Linked DNA regions of Mus musculus: region 1 is linked to region 2. The links are chromatin contacts, called in public ChIA-PET maps. All regions are on one chromosome and are shown on one strand. The core of a region is the stretch at or near the end of the contact, and the rest is flanking DNA. Distances in the headings are between cores, read along the strand shown. Region 1 holds the start of Pkm (pyruvate kinase, muscle). Region 2 overlaps Bbs4 (Bardet-Biedl syndrome 4 (human)).

What was found. ChIA-PET counts read pairs in DNA pulled down with a chosen protein or histone mark.
Region 1: a contact with region 2 is called in an RNA polymerase II ChIA-PET map of memory CD8 T cells, with 43 read pairs. The contact joins the promoter of Pkm here to the enhancer-like site in region 2. A contact is called at or near these places in 4 of 39 promoter capture datasets (the C10 cell line, the HPC-7 cell line, embryonic stem cells and 1 more), 1 of 15 datasets of contacts at CTCF or cohesin (pro-B cells), 4 of 484 Hi-C or Micro-C datasets (CD4 T cells, the G1E-ER4 cell line, Th1 cells and 1 more), 8 of 115 datasets of contacts at active chromatin or transcription factors (the SCID.adh cell line, bone marrow-derived dendritic cells, bone marrow-derived macrophages and 4 more) and 3 of 9 other capture datasets (adipose tissue, liver and pancreatic islet).

Annotation. Positions count from the first base shown.
Region 1 is chr9:59,655,302-59,658,001 of GRCm38.p6, reverse strand. Pkm (pyruvate kinase, muscle) reads right to left here and starts at 1,426. Exons shown (of 11, transcript NM_011099.4): 1 at 1,353-1,426. Gm51708 (a long non-coding RNA gene) reads left to right here and starts at 2,096. Exons shown (of 4, transcript XR_003948336.1): 1 at 2,096-2,165.
Region 2 is chr9:59,337,169-59,339,868 of GRCm38.p6, reverse strand. It overlaps Bbs4 (Bardet-Biedl syndrome 4 (human)), which reads left to right. Exons shown (of 16, transcript NM_175325.3): 6 at 1-58. Among named protein-coding and RNA genes, the nearest start is that of Bbs4, 15 kb to the left of the region's middle. Within about 2 kb of position 1,263, at least 13 of the 459 cell types and tissues checked have an H3K27ac peak or open chromatin away from gene starts, as enhancers often do. A contact at or near this core is called in Th1 cells and memory CD8 T cells, where this site is marked.

The DNA of each region.
Region 1 (2,700 bases), core at 177-2,676, 320 kb before region 2:
AAAAGGATATAATGCATGCCCTTCTGGATATTTCACCCGAGGTTAGTCACTACATCGAGGATGGCCCGTACTTACAAGGAGACCAGTAATTTAGCAGCCTGGAGTGACACAGGACCAGAGGCCAAACCTAAGAATATTAATAGATCACACCGGATTCCAAAACCTAGCTGCCTCCATGCACGACTGGATTTTCACTATAAGGTTCACTTTTTCCAAACTACCAGTGTCCTGGATTTGGAAAAAGTGGTCGAGCTCTTATCTTACTATGACTGGGTATTTACTGGGTCTTTATAGCCTTCAGACTAGAAGATGCCCGGCTTTTTCAAAACCAGTATGCCGGCCACCTTGTGCATGCAGCCCCATCTTCCTCATAGCACTGACTTGACAAAATCTGCTTCCCTAATTAGACCGAGCTCTGTGGGCTATGTGTGTTCTGGTAGCGTCGGGCTCCAGTTTCTGTCGGGAACGGGTATGGGTTGATCGCCCACCCTCCCCCTCGCCAGCACGTGGGAGCAGCATGACCGATTAATCAGACGCATCGCAGTACGTGCCGCCCCTCCGCCGCAGGATGGAGCGCGAGAGCAATGAGGGCCCGTGCCCACCACCAAAAATCTGCGGGCACACAAAACAGGCAGCAATAGCGGCCAACCTTTCTTGCCAGGCCACCGGGAATACAAAAGTTACGTAACTTGTAGCTGCATTACCAAGGACCGCTAGTGACTGCATCCTACCTCCATGCACCGGACCACGAGGAGTCCGCGGACGTGACTAGAATGCGGGGGGAGGGGAAAAGCTGCGAGGGGGAGGGGCGAGGATATGGAGGTTGAAAGGATGCTGCGGCGCGGACGTGACCGGATCGGAGGGGGGAGGGGCGACGAAGAGCTGCGAACACTGGCGCGGGAAGAGAACGCTGACCTGAAAGGAGGATGAACGCGGAGGCTGAATGGGGGGTGGGGGTGGGGTGAGTAGGGGAATTATTTCAAGTAGAGATTAAGAGGAGGGCACCGAATTATGAGGGCACAGAGCTAAGAGGAAGGTCGTAAGTCGTAGTGGATGTAGGAGGACGAGCATCGGAGCAGGGCGAGAACAGGGTGGCGAGGATAGCAATAGTAAGATAAGAGGCTGGAACCAGATTGAGATGGAAGAGAGAGCAGAATGAGACCGTGGGAAAGGAGCTAGCCGGCCACCCTCAATTTGGAGGATTAAGACTTGGACTCAAGTGTGGCTCCTCCCCAACCCGGAGTGGGATGCTCGATGCCTGGCGCCTGAGTCCCGCGTGGGCAGGCAGGCCTGCGTTACACACCAGTGGGCATCGGCTCTGGGGACAGATGGCTTAGGTTCTCCCCGCTCACCTCGGGCGTACTTCGGTTCCTGCTGCGATACCTAGAGCGGACGTCAGTCAAGTGAAGACGAGTCGCTGCTGTGCGGGGCTGCGCCGACTGGGCCTCAAGGTTATCACAGCTGCGGGCCGCCGCAATCCCTCCGCAGCCCCGCCCCTCGCCCAATCCGGGCTGCGGCCGGCGGCGCCCCGCCTCTCAACGGGGCGCCCGCACCTCCTGAGAGAAGCTCAGGGTAGGCGGGACAAGCAGGTTGCCCTTTTGAGGAGGACTACCTTCCGTGGCGGAAGGACATCGTAGACCAAATTTGCTCAAGGGTTATCCTGTTGACCAATGGGGAAGTGGTGAGGGAGCAAGGCCCGCCCACCGGGCCAGCGCCGCCGCCGCCACCACCACCCCTAGGTTCCCGGGCGCCACCGCCACCTGTTGCTTTAGATCGGCTACAAAATGTTCCCTTTTTGGCCTTTTGCCCAGGTCTCCCCATCTGCCCTGGCCTACCAGGGCGGTGCCCAGATTTATAGGTCCACGGACATTCCTCCAGCCCCGCCCGGAGACTCTCCACCCTCCCGGCGCCCGCCCCAGTACACCCTCTGAGGCTGAGCGGAACGGGAAGCTGGGGTGATGGGAGCAAGAGAGTGGTGGAAGGTCTGGGCTGCCTCCTAGAGGGTTCCAGACTTAGAGGCTGGGTAGGAAGAACTTAAGTCTCTCTTTGGAACGTGAGCGCGACCTCCTAATAAGGAGGGCTAGATTGGACCCATGTTAATACTTTGAGTCTCGAATCCTGCACTTTTAAAATGCCTGGACCTGGACGCAGCAAACCAATCCAAGGTAATTAGTGCAGAACTGGACCTACGTGTAGCCATTATCTATGCAGGAGTCAACACTGGTTTTTGACTCAGGCGTGTATGTATTTAAATTTGTAGTATTGGAGGCATTAACAATTTTTTCCCTACAAAGTATTTTCTAATTTCCCAACTGTTAACACTAGTCTTCATTCCGCAGAGTTTTGAAAGCAGATACAATGTTGCCACATTCTAAATGGGAAGACTGTACCTTAGGTTTTGGATTTTTTTTGGTTTTGTTTTGTTCTTTTGTTTTTCTTGGTAAAAGATGGGTGTGACCATTTCAAGCAGACACTTCTTTGTAGTTGAATCACAGGCCTTCATCCCATTTTCGGTCAGTTTTGATTAGAGGGAAGGGTAACATAAATGCAATTTGTAGTGAAATAAAGTTTTTTAGTTTCTTCTATAAGTCCCCTTGGTCCCCTTAGTTTAGGGAAGTAAATGCTTGGTTATTATGGTGGAAAGAACATGAAGTTGGGGAGGGGGAGGTTATATCTGTGGAGGAAATCATTCCTTTCTGC
Region 2 (2,700 bases), core at 14-2,513:
ACACAAAGCTGCCACTGAAGTATATAATGAAGCAGCTAAACTTAACCAGAAAGACTGGGTAAGTGAGAAACAGCATTTCTTTCTCAGCAAATAGCTCTTTTTTTATTTTTTATTTTTTTGTTTTTCGAGACAGGGTTTCTCTGTGTAGCCCTGGCTGTCCTGGAACTCACTTTGTAACCAGGCTGGCCTCGAACTCAGAAATCCGCCTGCCTCTGCCTCCCAAGTGCTGGGATTAAAGGCATGTGCCACCACCCCCAGCTCTTTTTTTATTTTAATAAGGTCTCAATTTGTGTAGCACTGGCTGACCTGAAATGCATTATGTAGAGCAGGCTGGCCTCAAACCCAGAGAGATGGGTCTGCCTCAGTGGTACTCAGCCACTGCCTAGGGCTTGGCTAGAGCTCTTAGATGTTCACTGTCTTTGATTCTGTCCTCAGCACGGCATTTCTGCGTAGCTTTGTAGACTTTGGTTTATATTTTGCAGCTGTTAGTGTGGCTGACAGGTTTGTACTGGTGTGATTCCAGCCGTGGTTTCCCATGTCATTTCCAAGAGCTTTAGAGGTCACGTTGGTACATTTGGAGTTCGTAAGCATCAGCAGCAGATGTCTTCATATGTACTTTGCATATTTCCCCTATCTGCTTGGCAGTCAGCAGCTGTTTCTTTTGACTTTCTTTGTGTTATGAAAACTTTAAGTGACTCTTCTGATTATTTTCCCTTCATCATCTTCTCTTTTTTATTAGTGTAAATTAACTGTATAAAACAGTGAGTTTCACTGTGACATTTTCATAGTTTAATCATATTCACCTTCCTTATCTCCCCTATTTTCATCATGCACTTATGTAAATTGGGAATTATGTGTAAGTACAAAACAAAGTCAGACTAAACATTGCCTTTACAAAGAGTTTTTCCCCTCCATGAATCCATATCATGGGTTTTTGCATTCATTTGTGGTCCTAGAGTTTCAGGGCTGAGACTTAATCATGGTTAGTTAAATGGCGCCTGCTGCAGCTCAGAAGTATTAATTCATTGAAAGGAGCTCAAAGAGCAAGGAAGAGCGAGTCCCAAAGGAACCTCTGCTGTATCTCATCAGCCGTAGCCTCTGAAAGGAAGGCTGGAAAGTCCTTGCTAACTGGAGTGGGGCGCTGTAGTGAAGGGAAAGAGGACTGGGTCTCTGGAGGATGGATGAGCAGCTCCTCTCATCCTCTCACTGTCTGCGACACTCATTGTCACTTCCTGTCAGATTCAGCAGCCTTGTGGCTTTTATGAGGGATGGATTTGACTCCACCTTGTTCTGTTTTCCTTTGCATACTTCCTGCGCTGTTAGCTGTTTAAGGCGTATTGGTGCTTTCTTTTCAGGTTTCACCTACTGCAGAGATTCATCAGGGGTGAGTTAGGGACTAGTGTATGTAGAGAGCATTAAAAGGCCAGAAAGGTGGTATTCCCTGATGAAATGGAATATATACAAGTTTTGGAGACAGGCTTGAATTGAAGGCACAGTTCTTGGTAATGTAGACATTATTTCTATTGTGGTTTAAGAAAAAAAATAATTTTAGAATGTGAGAGCTTCATGAGACAAAGACTAGTTTTTAGGGTTGCTTTTTTTCAGGTAGATAATAGTATTATAAGTTTAAAACAACTTTTTCAAAGATTTATTTAATTTATTTTGTGTGTATGAGTGTTCTGGCTACATGTATGTCTGTGTGCCTACATGTGTAAAGTGCTTTTGAGGCTAGAAGAGGATGTTGGATCTCTTGGAAGTGAGGTTACATATGGTTGGTTGTGAGTCACCGTGTGGGTGCTTTGAACTGAACCCAGTGGAAGAGCAGCCAGTGCTCTTAAGTGCTGAGCCATCTCTAGCCTTGATTTTTTTTTTTTTTAAAGATCATGTCTTTGAGAAACATGTACTGAAATACTTATGAGTGAAATGTTATGTTATTTGGATCGGATGCTGTCGGGTGCATGAGTCTGTGACGCTGCGTGTACATAGTCAGGATACACAGCTAAAGAAAGGAGACAAAGCGTCCCAGCACTGGCCCTTCTGTGTCAGGGAAACTAACTTCCCCGAGCTTTGGTTTCCTATAAAACTGGAAAATCTATACCGATGCTGCGAATTTCTTAGAGAATTTAAGTAAGGTATATGACAACAACAGGCATCAAGCCTATCACTGATTGTTTTGTTGTTTGAGGAGGTGTGGAACACATTAAACTAGCTTCTCTGAGCTTTGTGGTCTGTTCCTGAGACAGGGCTGCATCCCTGCCACTCACAGGTGCTTGGCCCTCTTGCCTTCCAGGAACACCCTCCTTACTCCTGGTTTCTTTTCTAAAGCTGCTAATAAAGTCAGTTTATTACAAAGGAATTCCAGAGACTTCACAACACTTAGGCCAGAAGACACATGTCAGTCTTGTAGTAAACTGGAATTAGAAGTTAGCAGCAGCCCAGGTAGTTACTGCGGCCTTTTGATTCATCTTTCTTTTCCACACAGGTCAGAGGTTAGCAAACTGTTTTTGTAAAGGACTACTTAGTATGTAGTTATTGAATGTATTTAGAGAATCTTACAGCTTTCTACACTGCTAGAGGTACTTAGCTCTGTAGTTCTGGTTCTAGTGTAGAAAAGCCATAGGAAGGAACTTTACAAAGAAGACCGAATTTGTCCTCTGCCCTCTGCTATGGATTTCAACAGATTAGTGTCAGAGATACACA